Linked DNA regions of Sus scrofa: all the other regions are linked to region 1. A link is a contact called in public Hi-C and HiChIP or PLAC-seq data. All regions are on one chromosome and are shown on one strand. The core of a region is the stretch at or near the end of the contact, and the rest is flanking DNA. Distances in the headings are between cores, read along the strand shown.

What was found. Hi-C and Micro-C count contacts between places; a contact is called where the count stands out from the background. HiChIP or PLAC-seq counts read pairs in DNA pulled down with a chosen protein or histone mark.
Region 2: a contact with region 1 is called in a Hi-C map of heart right ventricle, with 6 times the contacts expected there. The contact joins the promoter of CRELD2 here to the promoter of ARSA in region 1. A contact is called at or near these places in 1 of 47 Hi-C or Micro-C datasets (heart right ventricle) and 1 of 2 datasets of contacts at active chromatin or transcription factors (alveolar macrophages).
Region 3: an H3K27ac HiChIP or PLAC-seq map of alveolar macrophages shows a contact between it and region 1. The contact joins the promoter of PIM3 here to the promoter of ARSA in region 1. A contact is called at or near these places in 2 of 2 datasets of contacts at active chromatin or transcription factors (alveolar macrophages and skeletal muscle).

The regions. Positions count from the first base shown.
Region 1 is chr5:105,632-108,426 of Sscrofa11.1, forward strand. It overlaps ARSA (arylsulfatase A), which reads left to right and starts at 1,472. Exons shown (of 9, transcript NM_213933.1): 1 at 1,472-1,695; 2 at 1,992-2,244; 3 at 2,429-2,669; 4 at 2,749-2,795. The coding sequence starts at 2,027.
Region 2 is chr5:715,418-718,212 of Sscrofa11.1, forward strand. CRELD2 (cysteine-rich with EGF-like domain protein 2) reads right to left here and starts at 1,349. Exons shown (of 10, transcript XM_003126783.6): 1 at 1,045-1,349; 2 at 641-723. The coding sequence starts at 1,170. It overlaps ALG12 (dol-P-Man:Man(7)GlcNAc(2)-PP-Dol alpha-1,6-mannosyltransferase), which reads left to right and starts at 1,511. Exons shown (of 10, transcript XM_021091350.1): 1 at 1,511-1,667.
Region 3 is chr5:679,312-682,106 of Sscrofa11.1, forward strand. PIM3 (serine/threonine-protein kinase pim-3) reads right to left here and starts at 1,379. Exons shown (of 6, transcript XM_021091349.1): 1 at 1,022-1,379; 2 at 823-932; 3 at 684-734; 4 at 230-599. The coding sequence starts at 1,106.

The sequences.
Region 1 (2,795 bases), core at 222-2,721:
CTCCCCCACCCGGAGGTCAGGGCTGGGCTGGCTCTGGGGTCCCAAGCACACACACCTGAGCAGCCTCCAGAGACAGCGGGGGAAAGCGCCAGCCATTTGCATGACATTACAACGCTGGCAGGCTCTTCCAGAGAATAAGGGCAGGTCCTCTGCTGCCTGGGGTAATTCCCAGCTTGCAGTATAAAGGGAAGAAAGTGCTTTTGGACGATTCCTTTTAAACTCCAGTTCACAGCGCCGACCAGCTGTGATAGTTCCAATTACAGGTTCAAAGATTTCTGGGCCATGGAAAAGCTCTGCCCTGGCCGCCCCATGCACAGACCCAGAAACCACACTGGAATGTGATACTATCTGGATGCAGCTTACAGAGCCCCTTCCACTGCCTACCAAGTCAGCAGCAGCCTGGAGCCCAGCCCTGTCTCCGGGAGTCCCTCCCCTTCAAATTTTGCTCCTCAACACTGCTTCTCATCCTGAGCTTTCCTCTTTCATCAGGAAAATGCCAGCTCCACAGCCAGGGCTGGGCCTCAGTGGACACTCTCTTGGCCCCCACCCAATAACCAGAGGCCTTTCAAGGGCCCTACCCACTCTCTCGCTGGCCCAGGGTCAGTAACCGTGGAATACCCTCCCCGACCAGTGCCCAAAGCCTGCTCTTCCTGAGGTCAGAACTTGTGGGGGAGCATGAGACCAGAAAGCTGTCTTGGGAGGGTTATGGGGGTGTGACCTTGGGGAGCTGCTGGGAACAGATGCTCTGGGGGAGTTACTGCATGGATCTTGGGGCATTCAGCTGACCTCCCTCTTACTCTGACACAGTTAAACTGTAGACCACGAAGGTGAAGAAATTCATCGAAGCCTGTCTACCGGTGGAGCCAGGACCAAACATCTCCTCTTTCTATGCGTTTTTCTCATTGCTGTAACCTGGAGGCAGACCAGACCCCAGATGCCCCCTCCAATACCCTAACACACAGACACACATGTACACGGAGGGGAAAGTGCTGGAAATAACTCTCTTTTCCTTTATGGCCTCGCCCATGGCGTGTAGAAGTTTCTGGGCCAGGGATTGAACCCGTGCCACAGCTGTGACCCAAGCCGCTACAGTGACAACACCAGGTCCTTAACACGCTCCGCCACAAGAGAACTCCAAGAATGTTCGATCTTGTATTTCAAGAAATACACCAAAGGTAGTGTGGAAGGAAACGCCAGCAGTCGGCGGACTCCAAGCTTTTCGTTTCGATTTGCTCATTCCGCACTCTGCCGGCTCACGCCCCTTAAGAAACAGTCCACACGCCGAGCGCGAACACGAGGAGCTCGCCCCCGAGCCGGGCGCCAACAGCCTCGGGACGCAGAGCGTGGCGGAGCTCGCGCACAACCGTGCCGGCGCCCTCGCCAGCCCCGCGCCACACCCACTCCGCCCTTCGCTGCCCAGGCGCGACCCGGCTCCGCCCCCTCCGCCCCGCCCCCCGGCCAGCTCCGCCCCGCGTCCCGCCCCACCCCTGGGCGGGCCGCGTCGGGTCACGGGTTAGGGGGCGGGCCGCGGGGCGGGGCTGAGGCGGAAGTGCCGGTGAGGGGCTGTGCCTGTCGCTGTTCCGCCGCACCAGCCTTCCTCGGACCCGAACTGCCCTCGTCCCGCCTCTCGGGCCCCCGCGGGTCAGTGTGCGGGGACTTCTGCCCCTGCCCACGAGCCTGGGCCGGGACCAGTAGGTGAAGAGGGTCAGATCTCCGCCGGAGAATGTGAAAGTGTCCTGGTCCTTGGGAGTCTCCAGAGAGTTGGATCCAAGGCTCCGGGCTCCTGGGTTCTGTTGGAGTCGAGGGTCTCGGTGCCGAGTTCCCTGGGACTTCAGGAAAGGAGTTGTCTCAGTCGGGGGAGGATTCGGGTCTGGGGTCTCAGGGGAGGGTAGTGGCTGAGCCTGGGTTGCTGGGGGAGGTTAGGGTCTAGGTCTGGGTCTGGGGCGTCAGAGCTAGAGCTGGCTGGAACCCTGTGTGCCTTCCCTCTCAAGGGTCTCCTGCTGCAGGCCGGTCTGTGCTGTGGGCCATGGTGGCTCTGTGGGCCCTCACTCTGGCCTTGGCCTCAGGCCTGGCTGCTACCAGCCCACCTAACATCGTGCTGATCTTTGCTGATGACCTGGGCTACGGAGACCTGGGCTCCTACGGGCACCCCAGTTCCACCACCCCCAATCTGGACCAGCTGGCCGCAGGGGGTCTGCGGTTCACCGACTTCTATGTGCCGGTGTCTCTGTGCACACCCTCCCGGTGAGCAAGGAGACGGAATGTGCACCCCAGGCGCCCACCCCTGCCCACCGGTTCCTCTGGCTTCACTCTGGATTGCAGCGGGGAGACATTCACCTCCCTCGTCTTCCGCCGCTCTCACCTCATCTCCTCTGTTCATCTCAGTCAGTTTTGCTCTGTTTCACGGACCCTGTGACTTGTCCTGCAGGGCTGCCCTCCTGACCGGCCGACTCCCAGTTCGGATGGGCCTGTACCCTGGCGTTCTGGAACCCAGCTCCCGAGGGGGTCTTCCCCTGGAGGAGGTGACCCTGGCTGAGGTCCTTGCTGCCCGAGGCTACCTCACAGGGATGGCTGGCAAGTGGCACCTTGGGGTGGGGCCTGAGGGGGCCTTTCTGCCCCCCCACCAGGGCTTCCATCGATTCCTGGGCATCCCATACTCCCATGACCAGGTAGGAACTACCAGCGTCCTTCCCTTGACCCGACAGCCCCACCCTATAGCCCAGACCTCTGAAGGAGCTGCTCCCCCAGGGCCCCTGCCAGAACCTGACCTGCTTCCCGCCGTCCACCCCCTGCGA
Region 2 (2,795 bases), core at 99-2,598, 610 kb after region 1:
TCAGCACCGCAAGGCCAGGGCACAGCGCCCTCTACAGGGAGGTCCGGAGGCCAGGCCCGAGGGACCGTGGCGCTTCACTGAAAAAACCCTCAACAGAGACCCCAAATGGAGCTGGGGGCTGTCAGTGCCAGGCGGAGAATTAAAGGCGGAGGGCAGGGGTGGTCAGGGTGGCCCATCAGGTGTGGGGTCCAGCGGGGGAACCCCTGCCATGGGCAGGATGGGGCTGGAGCTGCGGTGGGGAGGGAGTGAGCTCCATCTGTTTTTTGGTTTTTGGTTTTCTTTAGGGCCACACCTGTGGCACATGGAGGTTCCCAGGCTCGGGGTCGAATCGGAGCTGCAGCTGCCGGCCTACGCCACAGCCACAGCAATACCAGATCCGAGCCACATCTGTGACCTACACCACAGCTCACAACAACACTGTATCCTTAACCCACTGAGCAAGACCAAGGTGTGAACCCACATCCTCCTGGCTACTAGGCGGGTTCTTAACCACTGACCCCCAGTGGGAACTCCCCACCTGTGTTTGGCACCGGCACCAGGTAAGGACAGGTGCCGGTGCCAAAGGGACTCTGTATCATCAGTGCTCCCGGGGACATGTCACCAAAGGCAGGCACTGGGCCGCTCAGAGCAGGGTGCCTACCTGAATTCATACTTGGACAGTGTCTTTTCCTCCCAAGCTGTGTTTCCACCTCCAAAGTTCTTATTTGCTGTGTCCACCATACCCTGCGGGGGAAAGGTGGCGCTGCTGCCTCACCCCTGTTCATGGCAGGGTCACCCCGGTTCCATAGCAGGGGTGACCCCAGATTCATGGTGGGGTGACCCAATCCATGGCAGGACAACCCTGGGTCCATGGTGTGGGGACCCTGGTTCATGGCGGGGGGTTGGGGGGTGTAACAGTACACAGCAGGGCAAATCTAGTCCATGGCGAGGTGACCCCAGGTCCACAGTGCGGCAACCTTGGGCCCATCGTGGGGTGATCCCCGAGTCCACGGAGGGGCGACCCAGGCCCACCCCCTGGCTCCATGTCCTCGCGGAGCGGCACACCTGGTTGAACTTGTCCACCAGCTCCCGGCAGCGCTTACAGGGCGTCGGCTTCTTGGTGGCCTCGCCGGGAGGCGGCGGCAGAAGCAGCAGCAGCAGCACCCCCAGCGACGGGACCGGAAGGCGCATGGCGGGCCAAGGCGGACAGCGCCACGGGAACGCGGCCGCGCGGGCACCGGCCGAGGTCCAGCAAGCACCCGCCGAGCGTTCCGACCCTCGGCCGCCCACCGGCTCAGCAGCGCCGGCGGTTCCCGGGCCTACTTGACGGCGCCGGCCGGGGCCCCGCCCTTCACCATCCCTCGCGCTGCTATTGGTTGGATGGCTCCGCCCCGTCCTCATGTGGCCCAATCCGAGCTCGCCACGGGAGGCCACCAATAGGAAGGGCCCGGGTCAGCGTGCCGCCGGGAGGGTTGGGCACAGGGGGCGGGGAGATCCGAGGCGGCTGGCTCACGCCCCGCCTGTGGCGGCCATCTTTACTCCGGGCAGGAAGGGCGCCCGCTGAGACGGCAGCTAGGCGTTGGTGGCCATGTTAGGTTCGGTCAAGGGCATCGGTTTCCGCTGCTCCACTTCCGGTCGAGGGCAGCTCTGGCGGCCGCGCTTCGAGGGACTGTGCTCTGGGCGGCGAGGTCAGCGCGCGCGGCTCTGGGGGCGGGCTGCGGGGGCTCCAGGCCGGCGCTGTGGCTGCGCTTCTCGGGCATCGCCGGGCTTGTCCACGCGGGAGGGCCGCCAGGCCTCCTCACCTGGGGCCTGATGACTGTCTTTGGGGGCCCAGGAACCTGCATTTTGCATTTCCCCACGCGCCCCGGGCATTTAGCACTGGAGCCCGTGGTTTGAATCCGGACTAAGATGAGCCCTATCCCGACTGTCATAGAACAAAAGATACAAAGTTTTCTCTGGCCTAATTTGCGCCAGATGGCTCGTTTCCGCCAGGGATTAATAATGTGAACATCTGATATGACCAGTTTCCCGCAGAGACCCTAGAACCCCATAGACAAGAGGGCCTCTGTGGGCTTGCCTAATCCGAGATGCCACTGTTCTACAATTTGCGCGTTGATGAGTTGTGGCTGGCTTGCTTGCTTGCTTGCTTTGTTTATGTTTTAGGGCTGCACCCGCGGCATATGGAGGCTCCCAGGCTAGGGGTCCATTCGGAGCTGCAGCTGCGGGCCTACACCACAGCCACAGCAATGCGGGATCCAAGCCACATCTATGACCTACACCACAGCTCACGGCCACGCCGGGTCCTTCACCCACTGAGCGAGGCCAGGGATGGAACCGCATCCTCATGGACCCTAGTCAGATTCGTTTCCACTGCGCCACAGCAGGAACTGCCTGTTATTGTCTTTTCTAATGAAAATGGAAGCTTAAGAGCTTTTACTGCACTTCCTTTTCAAGTCGTTGGAGCACCTGCTATGCTCTGGGCTCTGCTGACACCTGAGTGAATGGGGGCGGGGGTGCCCTCAGGATGAGAACCCCCGGGGGGACAGAGGGTCAGTGATGGGGAAAAACAAAAATCCTGCCGCCAAGGAGCTTACGTTTTAAAAAGAGGGAGACAGGAGTTCCCGTTGTGGCGCAGTGGTTAACGGATCCGACTAGAAACCATGAGGTTGCGGGTTCGATCCCTGGCCTCGCTCAGTGGATTAAGGATCTGGCATTGCCGTGAGCTGTGGTGTAGGTTGCAGACGCGGCTCAGATCCCGCGTGGCTGTGGCTGTGGGAGGCCGGCAGCTGTAGCTCCAATTTGACCCCTAGCCTGGG
Region 3 (2,795 bases), core at 129-2,628, 570 kb after region 1:
AAACAGATGTGAGCCGAGGAGACGCGGGGGGAGGGGCGGGGAGCCCCGGCGGACCCGGCTCCGCAATGCGGGGATTTCTGCGCGGCGGCGGCCCAGTGCTCCGCCCGCGCCCCCAACGGCCCCAGGCCCCACTCTGGCCCGCACGCGAGGGAGCCGGCGCGGCGCGGCACGCGCGCGCGGCCCCAACAGTCGCCAGCCGCTCGGCCCGCCACGCGGGGTGGGCGCTCACCGTCGAAGTCGGTGTAGACCGTGTCGCGGAGCAGCGCGCCCGAACCGAAGTCGATGAGCTTGAGCTCGCCCGAACGCAGGTCCACCAGCAGGTTCTCGTCCTTGATGTCGCGGTGCACGACCCCGCAGCTGTGGCAGTGGCGCACGGCGGCCAGCACCTGCGCGAAGAAGCGGCGCGCCAGGGCCTCGTCGAGCGCGCCGCGCTCCGTGATGAAGTCGAAAAGGTCCTGCGCCGGTTCAGGTCGCTCGAGTACCAGCAGGAAGCCGTCAGGCCGCTCGAACCAGTCCAGCAGGCGGATGACCCCGCGCGCGCCGCCGGCCGCGCCCACCTTGCGCAGCAACACCACCTCCAGGGGCACAGCCGCGCCGGCCTGAGGGAGACGGCGGTCAGCGGGTTCCGCCCGGCGCCCGCGTCCGGCGCCCCCGCTCCACCCGGCACCCCCGCCAGCACTTACGATGCTGCCCCACTCGGTCACCCGCTCCTTCACCACGTGCTTCACGGCCACCTGGGGGTAGGGAACCAGTTGGTCAGGCCGGGAGGACGCAACGAGACGCGCGGGCCGAGAATCCCGGGTGCCCGGAGGCCCGACTCACCGGGAGCCCGTCGGCGATGCGGCTGCCCGCGTAGACGGTGCCAAAGCCGCCGCTGCCCAGCACGGCGCCCACCTGGTACACTTTCTCGAAGCTTTCCTTATCCGCCTTGGCTGTGGAGAACGAGCGGGCGGCGTTGGTACGACCCAGGACCCGGGACCCTCGACCCCAGTGCGTCTCCAGACCCCCGGGCCCCGCCTACCTGGCTGCAGGATCTTCACGGGGAGATGGTCCACGCCGCCTGGTCCGCACAGGTGCGCCAGGGAGCCGAACTTGGAGAGCAGCATCGCGGGCGGCGGCGGGGCGCGGGCCCCCAGCCCCGGCCTCCGCGCCTCCTCTCGCTCGGCTCGGCTCGGCTCCCCGCGCCGCGGCGGACGTGGGAGGACGGCCTGCTCGGGCCGCGCTGTGCCCGGATCCGGACAGCGGATGGGTGCGCCGAAGCGCCGGCCTCGGAGCGCGGGCCCGCTCGGGCGAGGCCGTCCGCGCGGCTCAGTGCCCGACCGAGCCCCGTGGGGACCGCGACAACACGCAGCAGGCCGAGCCGTTCACACGCCCCAGCCGCCTCGCTCGGGGTTTTGGGCCGCAGCGGCGCGTATCCCTCCGCGGGAGGGCGGGGCGAGCGGGGACCCCGCCCCCTTCCGGCGGGGCCGCGCGGCAGGGGTTGCCCCTGGAACTCGCGATGCTGCCAAGGCGACGGCCAGACGCGGCCGGCGCGCTTTCCCGGGTGGGCGGGGGCTGGCAAGCAGGGGTCGCGGCGAGCTGCTGGGACTAGCTGGAGGGAGCGGAGCCGCGGAGGCGCACGGCGCGGCGTGGCGCGTCACTACTCCTCCGCGTTCTAACGCACGCACACACGCGCGCGCGCTCCCGTGCGGGCCGTGGCGCGGGCGCTCTCACACACGTGGCGCGCGCACGCGCGCACGCGCAGCTCCCGCGCGGGCCGCGGCTCTCGAGTGCGGGGCGGAGCCCCGGGAGCCAATAGGAGCCGGCGTTCGCAAAGGGCACGGGGCCCAGCCAATGGCGGCGCGGAGGCGGGACCGAACCTTGTCGGCTCCGCCCCAGACCGGACCGGGAAGGTCACCCGCTGCACCCACCTGGCGCTGGCTGCTCAGCTGCGAACTCGGCGGCGGGGACCAAAGGAACCGCTGGGTGCGGGAGGCTCTCCCCGCCGCCCAGGGATATGCCCGTGCCAGCCCGGCAATCCGCGCACCCGGCCATGCGGATGGGCCGGCGCGGCGGGCGCCGACCCCACCTGGGGAACCCTCTCCACCCTGTCGACCCCAGCCCACCATTCTTACCCGGGCTTGACCTCAGAGCCGCATCCCGAGGGCCTTCTCTGACCACTCCTCCCTCCCTAGAACCTTTGCCCCTGGTGTCCTCCTGGAGCGCCATCCCCTGCTCTCCACCCACTTGACTGCCGTCCAGGCCCAGGCGATGTCCGACTCTACCAGGGAGGCTACCTTGACAGCCACTGTCACGGCCCTGGCCAGTCGCAGGCCTTCATGGCCCTGGGCTGGACCTGAGCCTTTCCTCTGCCTTCTGTACTGTACAGATTCCTCCAGCCTCGCGGGTTGCCGACCTCAGCCCAAGGTCCGGGGCCTGAGCAGCCCAGGTGTGAACAGCTGTCTGCCAGCCCCAGTGGCTGAGGCCAGGAGGTCCACTGCCTCCCACAGCCATCCAGAAAGGGCTCGGGGTTGAGGGAGCCAAGAAGCAAAAGAACTGACTCTTCTGGCCTCGCAAGGGCTCAGGCCAGGCTGGGGTCTAACCATGGCAACCACATCAGTCCCATGTCCCTGAGCCCATCTGAGATTGCCTTCAGGTGTGACTCCCAAGCACGTGTGCTCACCTGCCTCAGGGGCCTCAGCCGGCCTGCAGGCTCCCTGAGCACACCCAGCTTTCCCCACCCCAGGTCACACCCCTTCACTGCCCCCATCCCTGTCCCAGAACCAAGAGCGGACCCTCCACCGGTACAGCTCCTA